2 separate regions of the Pan troglodytes genome follow, and region 1 is linked to region 2. A link is a contact called in public HiChIP or PLAC-seq data. All regions are on one chromosome and are shown on one strand. The core of a region is the stretch at or near the end of the contact, and the rest is flanking DNA. Distances in the headings are between cores, read along the strand shown. Region 1 holds the start of RASD1 (ras related dexamethasone induced 1). Region 2 holds the start of ATPAF2 (ATP synthase mitochondrial F1 complex assembly factor 2).

What was found. HiChIP or PLAC-seq counts read pairs in DNA pulled down with a chosen protein or histone mark.
Region 1: a contact with region 2 is called in an H3K4me3 HiChIP or PLAC-seq map of stem cell-derived excitatory neurons, with 5 times the contacts expected there. The contact joins the promoter of RASD1 here to the promoter of ATPAF2 in region 2. A contact is called at or near these places in 1 of 7 Hi-C or Micro-C datasets (stem cell-derived neural progenitor cells) and 1 of 1 datasets of contacts at active chromatin or transcription factors (stem cell-derived excitatory neurons).

Annotation. Positions count from the first base shown.
Region 1 is chr19:50,311,762-50,317,223 of NHGRI_mPanTro3-v2.0_pri, reverse strand. It overlaps RASD1 (ras related dexamethasone induced 1), which reads right to left and starts at 3,120. Exons shown (of 2, transcript XM_003315591.7): 1 at 2,606-3,120; 2 at 1,151-2,320. The coding sequence starts at 2,891. The coding sequence ends at 2,238.
Region 2 is chr19:49,771,432-49,776,860 of NHGRI_mPanTro3-v2.0_pri, reverse strand. It overlaps ATPAF2 (ATP synthase mitochondrial F1 complex assembly factor 2), which reads right to left and starts at 3,562. Exons shown (of 8, transcript XM_009432658.5): 1 at 3,199-3,562. The coding sequence starts at 3,331. It overlaps GID4 (GID complex subunit 4 homolog), which reads left to right and starts at 3,532. Exons shown (of 6, transcript XM_009432656.5): 1 at 3,532-4,220. The coding sequence starts at 3,783.

The DNA.
Region 1 (5,462 bases), core at 1,871-4,370, 540 kb before region 2:
TCCACCCCAGCACACACACCCGCCCCAGCACACACAGCCCCAGCACACACACCCGCTGAACCAGTGTGGAACAGGAACTCCTCTCCCGGCTGGCCTCAAGGGCAGTTTGCCTGGCGGGTCATCCCTGCCCCTGCCTGTCAGGGGCCCCTGGGCTGTCCTTGGGCTGTCCTTAGTTGCCGTTTATTTTTGGAGGGGGGAGGTGGGGGGTGCCTTTTGGTGACTCGAGGAGGTTCAGTCCTGTGGGGAGCCGCCCTCACCAGAGCAGGGTTGAAATCCTTCTAGGACAATTTTGAGTGTCTCTCACAGGGCTGAGCGTCCTCTGAAAGCCACCAATTACTTGGATTACTGGGTGGCCGGCATTTATGCTAAGTACTTTTCAAACATCACACTTAATCCCCACAGCGAGCCCATGCCGAGGGTGTTCTCTCTTCCTGGGGTGAAGAATTAGAGGCTTGGCAGGTGTCACCCACCAACAGGTTTGCAGTACTAGTGGCAGAGAGATTGGTGTTCCGGGGTGCCTTAGCCATGAGACGGAGACAGCAAGGCTGAGGGGGGATGGGGCTCTACACCTGGCCAGGAGCACTTCCTGGAGCTAGAGGGGAGCAGAGGCTGAGGAGTTAGCTGTTTCCAGACAGGGTGGCACCCTGGAGTGAGCAGGTGGTGGGGGGGCGCCAGGATGGTCCTGTTTCCAGATGGGGTCTCAGGCTCTTTCCCCAGGGCCTGACTGATGCCTCCAACAGTCCGAAAGTTTGCCTGGGCCCACACTGAGTCTGGTGACAAAATGGTTAGGCACAGTTCCAGTGGTTTTTACGCTGAAGAATTCAGAACATTCTCTCAGAAAATGAGGCCTTTTGTCATCTAACCCAAAGAAAATTAAGCGGGTGGATGGCTAGAAAGAGTTCATCTCCGGGGGGGACCCTGAAATCCTTTATATTCTTCCCGGTTTTCTAGGGAACAATCCCCTGCATAGATGCCCCAGGCATCTGGGGCTTTTCTGGCAGCTGAAGCTGCCTTCAGAAGGCCAGAGTTATTTTCCAGTTCTGGGGAAGGTTAAGTTCTAGTTCCACCTAAGTCAAAGCCCAGCCCTTTCCTTCTCCCCACCCTTCCCCACTCCAGCCATCTCTAAAAGCAAAAAAAAAAAACAAACCGGTTTTCCATTTTAAATTATTTTATTGTATATTAAAAAACCAAATAAAGCAATAACTTTAAAGACCTCACACACACACAGTATAAACACCTGGGTAAGGTTTTGTTCGTGTCCATGTTGACACCGGAACTACCGTTAAAGTGCAAGTTTTGTGTTCCTTTGTGCAGTTTCACTCACATGTAAACAAGTCACTTGGCTATGATTTGACCCACGCCCCCCCGCTTAGTTTCGGGAGGGCAGAGGCTCTACCGGCTGTCACAGCAACCCGGAATCACAGACAAGATAATGCCCCGTGGGTCCTGACCCTCAAGCGGGCAGGACGGTTTCTTGAAGCCTAGCAGAGGCTGGATAACTTCACATCCCTCCCCCACCCCGCGCTCACTCTTAGGTCTTTGAGAAGATAAATCCACCCTCGGCTGGGCCCTCGCTCCCAAAGTTATGGGGGTAGCGGGCCTCAATGGGGGACCGGGGGTGTGGAATAGTCCCAGTCTTGGCCCGTTCTCTTTCCTTCCGGAGCAGATGACCGTCCCTTCTCGGTTCAGTGGCGCCTCCCCAGTGCTGGGGGCGGATCGCCGGGAGGGGAGACGCCAGTCCGCGCGCTCACGGCCCGGGGCGCACCGGGCCGTTGGATTTGACTTTTAAACAAAAAGGTCCTCCTTAGGTTGTGTCGGCAGCGCGGCGGGGCTCCTAGCTGATGACGCAGCGCTCCTTGTCCTTGGCCTGGCTGCCGGCGCTGGCCTTCTCGCGGATGTACATGAGGTCGCTGTGTACGCTGGGCCGGCGCGCGAAGGGTGCCACGATGCCAAAGGCGTCGCCCGGGTCGCCGCCGCCGCCGCCGCTGCCGGCCCGCAGCAGCTTCTTGTTCCGCAGCGCCTTCTTGTGCAGCACGTCGCAGTACTGCACCGAGACCTTGCGGTGCAGGTCTGGGCTCATCTCGCTGGGCAGCTTTGCCATGGCGAAGAGCGCGCGGAACATCTGGTCCAGGCTGCTGTTCTTCTTGGCCGAGATCTCGAAGTAGGCGCAGCGCTGGGGGTCGTCGCCCACCAGCTGCTCGATCTCGCGCTGGTCCACCTCGCGGTAGAAGTCGCGGTCACCCTTGTTGCCGCAGATGACCAGGGGCACGTCCACGTTCTCCTTGGTTTTGTTCTTGAGGCAAGACTTGGTGTCGAGGATCTGCTGCCTGAGCCGCTGCACCTCCTCGAAGGAGTCGCGGTTGTCCAGACTGAACACCAGGATGAAAACGTCTCCTAGAGGGGGCACAGAGAGCAGAAAAGGAGAAGGTGAGGGTGGCCGCCCAGGGGACAAGTCGGGCTGACTTTGAGGCCGCGCGGGGCGCGCTAGCCTCTCTAAGCGCGAAGCGCACTACTCGGCGCGCGGCAGCCGGACCGGCGCTCGCGGGGCGCCCTGGCCGAGGGTTCCCCGCCCTTCCCTCCCGCACCTGCCCGGCCCCCGGCTCACCTGTGAGGATGGAGAGGCGCCGCATGGCGGGGAACGGGTGGTTGCCGGACGTGTCGAGGATGTCGAGCTGGTAGACCTCGCCGCGGATGGAGTAGAACTTGCGGTGGAAGTCCTCGATGGTAGGCGTGTAGGCGTCCTCGAAGCGGCCGGTGAGGAAGCGCGACACGATGGCCGTCTTGCCCACCTTGGACGAGCCGAGGATGACCATGCGATAGCAGTTCTTGGCCGGGATACTCAGCTCCGAGTCGCTCGGGCACATCTTCTTGATCATCGCGGCCAGTTTCATTGGGCAGAGGGGCCGCGAGGGCGGGCGCGGGGCCGAGAGAAGGGCAGAGAGCGGCTGAGGGGCGCTGGGGTGGCACGCGGGGTGAGCGGCTGGAGGGCTCTGCTCGGGCTGGGCGCGGCTCGGGCTTGGGGCTCCGGCTCCGCTCGGGCTGGGCTCGGGCTAGGCTGGGCTCGGCTGGGGTTCTCCCAGGATCTGGGCACAGGCCGCTTGCTCTGGCTTTGGCGCCCGGCCGCCGCCCTTATATGCAGCCTGCTCGGCTGCCCCGCCCGGGCCCTCCCAGCTCGGTGCGTCACGCCCCGCGGGGCCCGCCTCCCCCGCACCGGCTCCCAGTCCCCGCGACATCGTCACCCGCTGCCGGGCTCCTGCTCTCTGGGCGCGGGGGCTGGGGGGAGCAGTCCAGGGTCGGGCTGAGGCTGGAGGCGCTCGGACTCCGCTTTTCCACTGCCGCGGGCTCGGCGGCCGCAGGGGCGTCGGGGTTCTGGTCCCGGCGGTGCCCCTGTCCCTCTGCGACTTCGGGCAAGGACCCCCATTCCTGCACCTCCCGCGCGCGTACACTTATTTTCTTTGGTTCTCAGTTTCCCCAGAGAATAGGAATCTAGTAAGTAACCTAGTAAGCGCAGCAGCGTTTGCTGGGTGCTTGCGCGGACCGTATATTGCAGTCCTCAGAGCACAGCCCCAGCCCCAGCCCCCTTCCGCTCCGGTCCCCAGCCGGGCTCTTGTTCCCGGGAGGCGACCGCCGGGCGGACGCGGGGTTTCAGGGCCTCAGGCGCGGAGCTCGGCACCGCGCGCTCGGGCCGCCAGAGGGCAGCAGAGGGCCCGGCCGGCGGCTCGGGGAGGCTGTGGCCGCCGCGGGCAGAGCTAGAACAGAGGCTAGGAGCAGGCGGGTGGGGAGCGACAGGGATGGAGCAGGGGTCTCAGGGCGCCGGGCTGGGGCCCAACAGGAGCGGTCCCCAACCCCGCGCTCTGCTGCAGGCCTCAGCCTGCTCCTTTCTCCCAGCCAGAGATGCTCTGTGGCATGGAGAGCTCTGCAGCCAGCGGCCCACCCCGTCCATCATAGCATTTTGGGCTTTTACTGTGCCGCGCGTGGGCCGACGTTCTCATTGTCTAGCTGAGAGACCTGGAGATCAAAGCCACAGCGAGCCCAGGAAGGCCCTGGGAGCACAGCACAGCCTCTTGCTTTCTCCTGGGCCTCAGTTTTCTCTTCTGGAAGATACTGATTCTGGTTCTGTGATTAAGGATGAAAATATGCAAATGCTTTAGGAGGGCGGGGCCTGGTAATAACAATAGCAACAATAACAGTAGTATTGACCCATGGGGCCTGGTGGGGGTACTCTCAAGAGCACACCAGGTCGATCAGTAACCAGGAGTGGGGTGATGTTGCTGAACATTGGCAACAGGCTATCTGGAGCCAGCTCCTCAGCCCTGAGCTCTTGAAGCAGTCACTGCTCCTCAAGGCAACCTGTGTGCTCAGTGTTTTGCTTTGGCCACGTCTGACTTACGAGAAAACTAGGGAGCCATTAGCTGGCACCACCGGCCCAGCTGTCAGGTGGTGGTGGTCTGCAGGCAGTGCTGTGAGTGCCATACCACCCACCCCATGCCTACCCACCTCCCTCCCACGCTGGCACTTGCTGTAGGGGCTGCTGCAGGACACCACTAACTTGTTTCTCAGCCCAGCTTGGCCCCCATCCTCAGAGTCCCTGCATCTCTCCCAGGCCTCACTCTTACTGTCAGATATTTCAAATGCACGCATCACACGGTGAGCATCCAAGGGCTCATCAGTGGCCCTGGCCTGGCTCTGATTCCTGGTGTCACTTATGCAGCAGTTATCCGACAGGCTAGCTGGGGCTGGAGCCCTGCCATTCTTGGTTCCTGCCCCCATCTGAGGTATGTCTGCCAGAGTCTGGGAGAAGGGGAGAAGGAACTGAGCCCCAGCCCTGGATATAGGGCTGCAGTGGTGCAGGGTGTTCGCTGCATAAAGGAGCCAGTTGAGGGTACATGGGGGGGCCCAGTTAAGGTACGGACCTGAACCACCTTCAGACTGAGCACCGCCTTCCTGTGCCTCCCACAGCGGCACTGCATGGGCAGCCGGGCTCTAACTTGGGATGACTGATGGCCAGGGCTATAGTGAAGGTGGACCCCAAACAGCCATTGCCTCCTGGGGCTCTAGTCCCAAGAGGGTCCATTTGATATGAGTGGAGGGCCCGAGGGTCAAGGATCACAGCCCAGCTCTCCCCTGGTCAGTGTCCAGGCTGGCCCCTTAAATCAGGAACATGACACTGGCAGGCACTGATCTAGCCTGTGTCCTCAGCCACAGTGATTCCTGGTACCATCTGTGCATGGCCGTCTGCCCTACGGATGCTGGGTTGTAAAGACCCAGGCCCACCTGCCATTCCCATTCTGAATGCCCCAGAGCGCCTCCTGTCAAGGAGGTGGCCCCTGGGACTTTACTCCTCAAGCAGCAAGCCAACTTCCTTGTTTCCGCCCTTGTCTTTTCTTTTAAAAGGGCATCTCTTTCCTTTTATTACAAAAGTAATAAATGCTCATGGTTTTTTAAAAATCCAAACCATTTCA
Region 2 (5,429 bases), core at 2,313-4,812:
ATGTGGCTGTGTTCCAATAAAACTCTATTTACAAAAACAGGTGGCAGGCTGGACCCTGATCTACAGACTACATAATCTCCCTCAATCCACACCACTATTCTATGAGGATGACAAGGCAGCTAATGCCTTGGAGGTGATAGAGAAGCTAAACATCTTGTCTTGGTGACAGACAACTGGTAAATAGCAGAGACAAGACTTCTAGCCTTGACTTCATCAGGCAGTTGCATTCAGCCAGATACGCTGAATAGATAGGTTTCTCCAGAACACCTGCCACTCTGGGAGTCAATAGACCTCTGATAAGCTGGTGCAGAACTAAACTGCCACAACAACCTCACATAGGTCTTCTTGTTGCAATATCTCCTTCTCCAACACCTCAGTGACCCTTTCCTAAACTCCTCCTCTCCTTCTGATAACCTTCAATGGCATGGCCATTCCTAAGTGGCCAAGTTCAATCAGCTTGCTGACTGAAGTGTTCATTGAGAAGAACCCACTGCGGTTTAATCTTCTACTACTTCAAATACGCACAAATATCTCACAACTGGTAAGGTCTTTAGAGAGAACACGTGGGGGTCAGGGGCTGGGCGCGGTGGCTCATGCCTGTAATCCCAGCACTTTGGAAGGCTGAGGAGGGTGGATCATGAGGTCAGGAGATCGAGACCATCCAGACTAACATGGTGAAACTCCGTCTCTACTGACAATACAAAAAAATTAGCCAGGTGTGGTGGTGGGCGCCTGTAGTCCCAGCTACTCGGGACCCTGAGGCAGGAGAATGGCGTGAACCCGGGAGGCGGAGCTTACAGTGAGCCAAGATTGCGCCACTGCACTCCAGCCTGGGTGACAGTGCAAGACTCTGTCTCAAAAAAAAAAAAAAAAAAAAAGCATGCATGGGCCTGATTTATGCACCTCCCTTCTCATTCATTCATTCCTATTTTCTTTCACATTTGACTACCTACCATGTGCCAGGTACTTCCAAGAGCCTAACTAGTAAGTTTAGGCTTTTTAGAAAGGAAAAGAAGGCAGTAGATCAAGTGCCACCATTATGTAAAGTGAGCATCCACAAATCTAAATTAACCCTTTGTGGTCGGGCATGGTGGCTCACGCCTGTAATCCCAGCATTTGGGAGGCTGAGGCGGGAAGATCACCGGAGGTCAGGAGTTCATGACCAGTGTGGCCAACATGGTGAAACCCCATCTCTACTAAAAATACAAAATTAGCCACGTGTGGTGGCGGACACCTGTAATCCCAGCTACTTGGGAGGCTGAGGCAGGAGAATTGCTTGAATCTGGGAGGTAGAGGTTGCAGTGAGTCAAGATCACACCATTGCATTCCAGCCTGGGTGACAAGTGTAAAACTCCATCTCAAAATAAATAAATAAATACGTAAATAAATAAATTAATTAACCCTTTGCTTTTTGCCAACTTGGTGAACTCCTGAATGTGTCCCCTTTGCTATGCCTCCCTGGGATGCCCTTCCTTCCTCTTCTTTACTGGCCCTTCATGGCCCATTTCCAGGCCCTTCCCCTGAGTCCTACAGGTGAAACTTCAGCTCCCTGCTGCATCCAGCCCCCTTCCCCATTTCTATAAAGTTATAGAACTTGGCTGGGCGCGGTGGCTCACGCCTGTAATCCCAGCACTTTGGGAGGCCGAGGTGGGCGGGTCACAAAGTCAGGAGTTCGAGACCAGCCTGGTCAATATAAACCCCATCTCTACTAAAAATACAAAAATTAGCAGGGCATGGTGGCAGACGCCTGTAGTCCCACCTACTTGGGAGGCTGAGACCACAAAATCGCTTGAATCTGGGAGGCGGAGGTTGCAGTGAGCCGAGATGGCGCCACTGCACTCCAGCCTCTGCGACAGAGGAGACTCCGTCTCAAAAAAACACAAAAAACAGAAGAAGAAGAAAAAAAAAGAACTTGACAGCCAGAAAGATCCTCAAAGGCAACCTAGTACTTCAACGCGTGGAGAAAAATGAGGAAGTAGTTGCATGCCCAAGATCACACAGACCTCAGAGGTTCAGCCAGCATCAGATCCTAGATTTGCACTCCTGCCACAATGCCAAACTGCCTGTGAAGTTCTGGATTTTCTAAAACAGGCAGTGTCAGGGAAAAGTCCCTCATATCTTGCTGTCACCCTGGACACGTTCTAGATACCCAACACTCTCCCACCTTTTTGCTGAACTCCTACTCATCTATCATGGCTCAGCTTAAACAAACGCCCTTTCACCCAAGACCCATTCTAAACCCTGAACATCCCCAAGATGGGAGTAAGCGATTCTCTGTGTTCTCACAGTTTCTTTGTATGTCCCTTATCAGGATATTATAAACCACAATTTAATCAGGATATTATAACCTTTTGCAATGAACAGTGAACATCATTCAGGTGGGCCTTTTTCTTCTTTAATTGAGCTTCTCTACCAATACATACAGGTGGGTCTTAAAGACAACCGTGCCTCCTGCCTCCAGCACAATAAAACTAATTGAATGGTGGGAGGGTGTTACTGCTCTTCATTCACTAAAATGAGTCATTCTCACTCTTACCCTGACACCACTCACCATCAGCAATGAAAGAGCCACTACTTCTAAGCTTCATCAGAGTTGGAGGTGGAGGTGACTCCACAGTCAGAGTTGGAGGTGGAGGTGACTCCACAGTCAGAGGTGGAGGTGTCAATTTCTATTTAGGAGAGAAGGCTGCAGATGGCAGAGGTTGTGGTAGGAGGGAAAGTCAGGAAACCTGCAGCAGAAGTGCCCGGGATGGAGGAATGAAGACCCAGGTTCTAGGTCCCTTCTGTGCAGGTCTTGTGTTGGGCAGTGGAGACACGGAAAACAGTCAGACAGACACCACAAACCTCTGAGAGAGTCTGCCTGTAACCTAGACGAAGTCCTGATTCAGAGCCCAAACTTCCCCTTTTGAAAACAAAGATGACACCTGCTTTCCTTATTAAAGGGAGGGCAGCCATAAGCTTTGAGAAAACCTGCACAGGCCAAATATCAATTACTGTATCGTGCGTGACTCGCTGTTCCCTCTCGGGTCGTCTGCCCTTGTCTGGGCTTCACTTTCTCATCTGTAAAAAGACCTGACTGGCCTGCATAAGCTCATGAGCCTGAACCCTGCCTCAGTTACTTCGCTTTGCACAGCCGAAGCCCGAAGCCCACCTTACCCCAGCTCGGCCCCTACCCAAAAGAACATGTCATGGTCTTACCTGTCGGCGGGGCGTAAGCCCGGGCTGGAGACGGGATGGTTGGCCCCGGACTCATAGAAGCGCTGGGGCCACCCGCAGGCCGATTCAGGAGACGGCGTCCCCCGTCCCGCAGCCGGAGGCAGCTCCTCCACATCGCGCCCGAGGGTCTGGGAAGATGCAAGACGCGAAACCTGGAGCAGGAAACACAGAGCGATGGGATCCCCAAAGCCGCACGGTCGGGCTGTACGGAAACCTCTCAACGCCTCCTCAGAGCCCTCAACCTCCCTTGGACGCCGCCATCTTCCGCATGACACCAACGGCGCGCCGTCGCCGCCGCGCGCCTCCTGCGCACACCCCCAGTCAATCAGCATCACAAACGCACCTCGCCCCGCCCCCTCCACGCCGCGCCTCGGCGAGGAGACTACAAGTCCCAGCGGGCCGCTCGCGCACCGCGCCACGTGTTTTCTCCTCCCGCCAATGGGCGGAAGCGCCGCGTGAGCCTGCTCCCGCCCCCCAGGCTCGCCTGAGCCAATCGGAAGGGGCGGGGTGTGTGTGTGTCTGTGTGTGTTTGTGTGTTGTGTGTCTGTGAGTGTCTGTGTGTGTGTATGTGTGCGCGAGGGCAAGTCGGGAGGGGGACCCAGCTCAGGACTGGGAGGCCCTGCTTGCAGGTCCCTGGGTCCCGGTGGCGGCCGGAGCGCTTGCTCCGCAGGCAGCGGGCGGGTGGTCGCCCCTCCCGCCCCCACCCCGCGCGTGCGCGCCCCGGCCTCTCCCTCCCCGCCACCCTCCTCGGCTCCCGCGCGGCGGCGGCGGTTCCTCTCCCACTCCCCCCAGCCCTGGCTCCGGGGGACCCCGCGATGCCGGTCCGCACCGAGTGTCCCCCGCCGGCCGGTGCCTCCGCTGCCTCCGCGGCCTCACTCATCCCGCCGCCGCCCATCAACACCCAGCAGCCCGGCGTGGCCACCAGCCTGCTCTACAGCGGCTCCAAGTTCCGCGGCCACCAGAAGAGCAAGGGGAACTCGTACGACGTAGAGGTGGTGCTGCAGGTGAGCGCCGGGCCGGGCCGGGGCCCGAGGGCCTCCTCGCGGCGCTCACGGGCCGTGCCCGCTTCGGCTCCTCGACCCCGCAGCCGCGGAACAGGCCCTCGCCGCCGGGGCCTCCTGCACCCGGCGCTTCCCACCCGGGACCTTCCCAGCCTGTGTCTCACACTCTCCGAGCCCCAGCCCTGACCTGCCCCTTCGGACCTAGAGCCCGTCGTGACCGGCTCCTGGCGGACCCCGAACACTCCCAGACTTGAAGCCCGTGACCGGCCCGTCTGGGATCCGGAAGCCCCTCATGACTCGGAGAAGGCCTGGGTCCTTCCTCCCCATGACCTGTCGTCACTAGATCAGGGACTGCCACCAGCCCTTTTCAGACCCTGAAGAACTCTCCATTGGTTTCACCAGACTTGGGACCCTCCCCATGTCTGGGCCCACGTCAGATTCTCTCAGACCTGAGACATGTCCTCCTGCCCCTTCCTCAGTTCCAGGAATCCGCAGACCTTGGGGTCTTCCTCCTCCTGAGATCTCCTTAGGAGGGCTTCATCAGACCCCCAGACGGGGGAGCACCTAACCCGCAACTGAGTGGTCAGGCCCTGGCCTCACCTCAAGACCAGGCACTCACTCCCTGAGTGCTGCTCACAGTCTGCTGGGATGTTGCCTCCTGGGTCCCCTGTTCCACTCACTGCTTCTGTCTCTTCATGGTCCAGGCACCCAGCTCCTTCCAGCTTCTCCACCCCCAGGCCTCCTGCCCCTGCTCTGGGACCATTTGCAGTCTTTTCCCAGTCTTCCTGGCCTCTATCCAGACTTCCCCACCCCATACCTTCGTCTTGCTCGATCCTGGTTCCAGGGGACCCTCTTTCCTGTTCTTAACTTTTCTCTACATAGGCACAGGGCTTCCTCTTAGTCTCTGGTACCCATGTACTGGGAAATCTAACTCACCCAATTTTAGTTCATGTCCAGTTGCCTCCCCCCATTTGACCTGGATTCCTGAATACCTGCTGCCAGTCCCTGATCAGCTTCGGAAGTACAGCTTCACTTGTCTGGGCCTTTCCCACACCTCACTCCTCTCAGGCTTGACACTTTTTGCCAGCTGAAATGGAGTGGCAGTGGTGAATACTCTTTTATCTCCCCTCCCCACGAAACTCTTCCTCCTCTATACCTACCCCTGCCTGACTAAGAACCCCTTTCCCCTTCCCTTTGCCCTTTTTTTCCTTA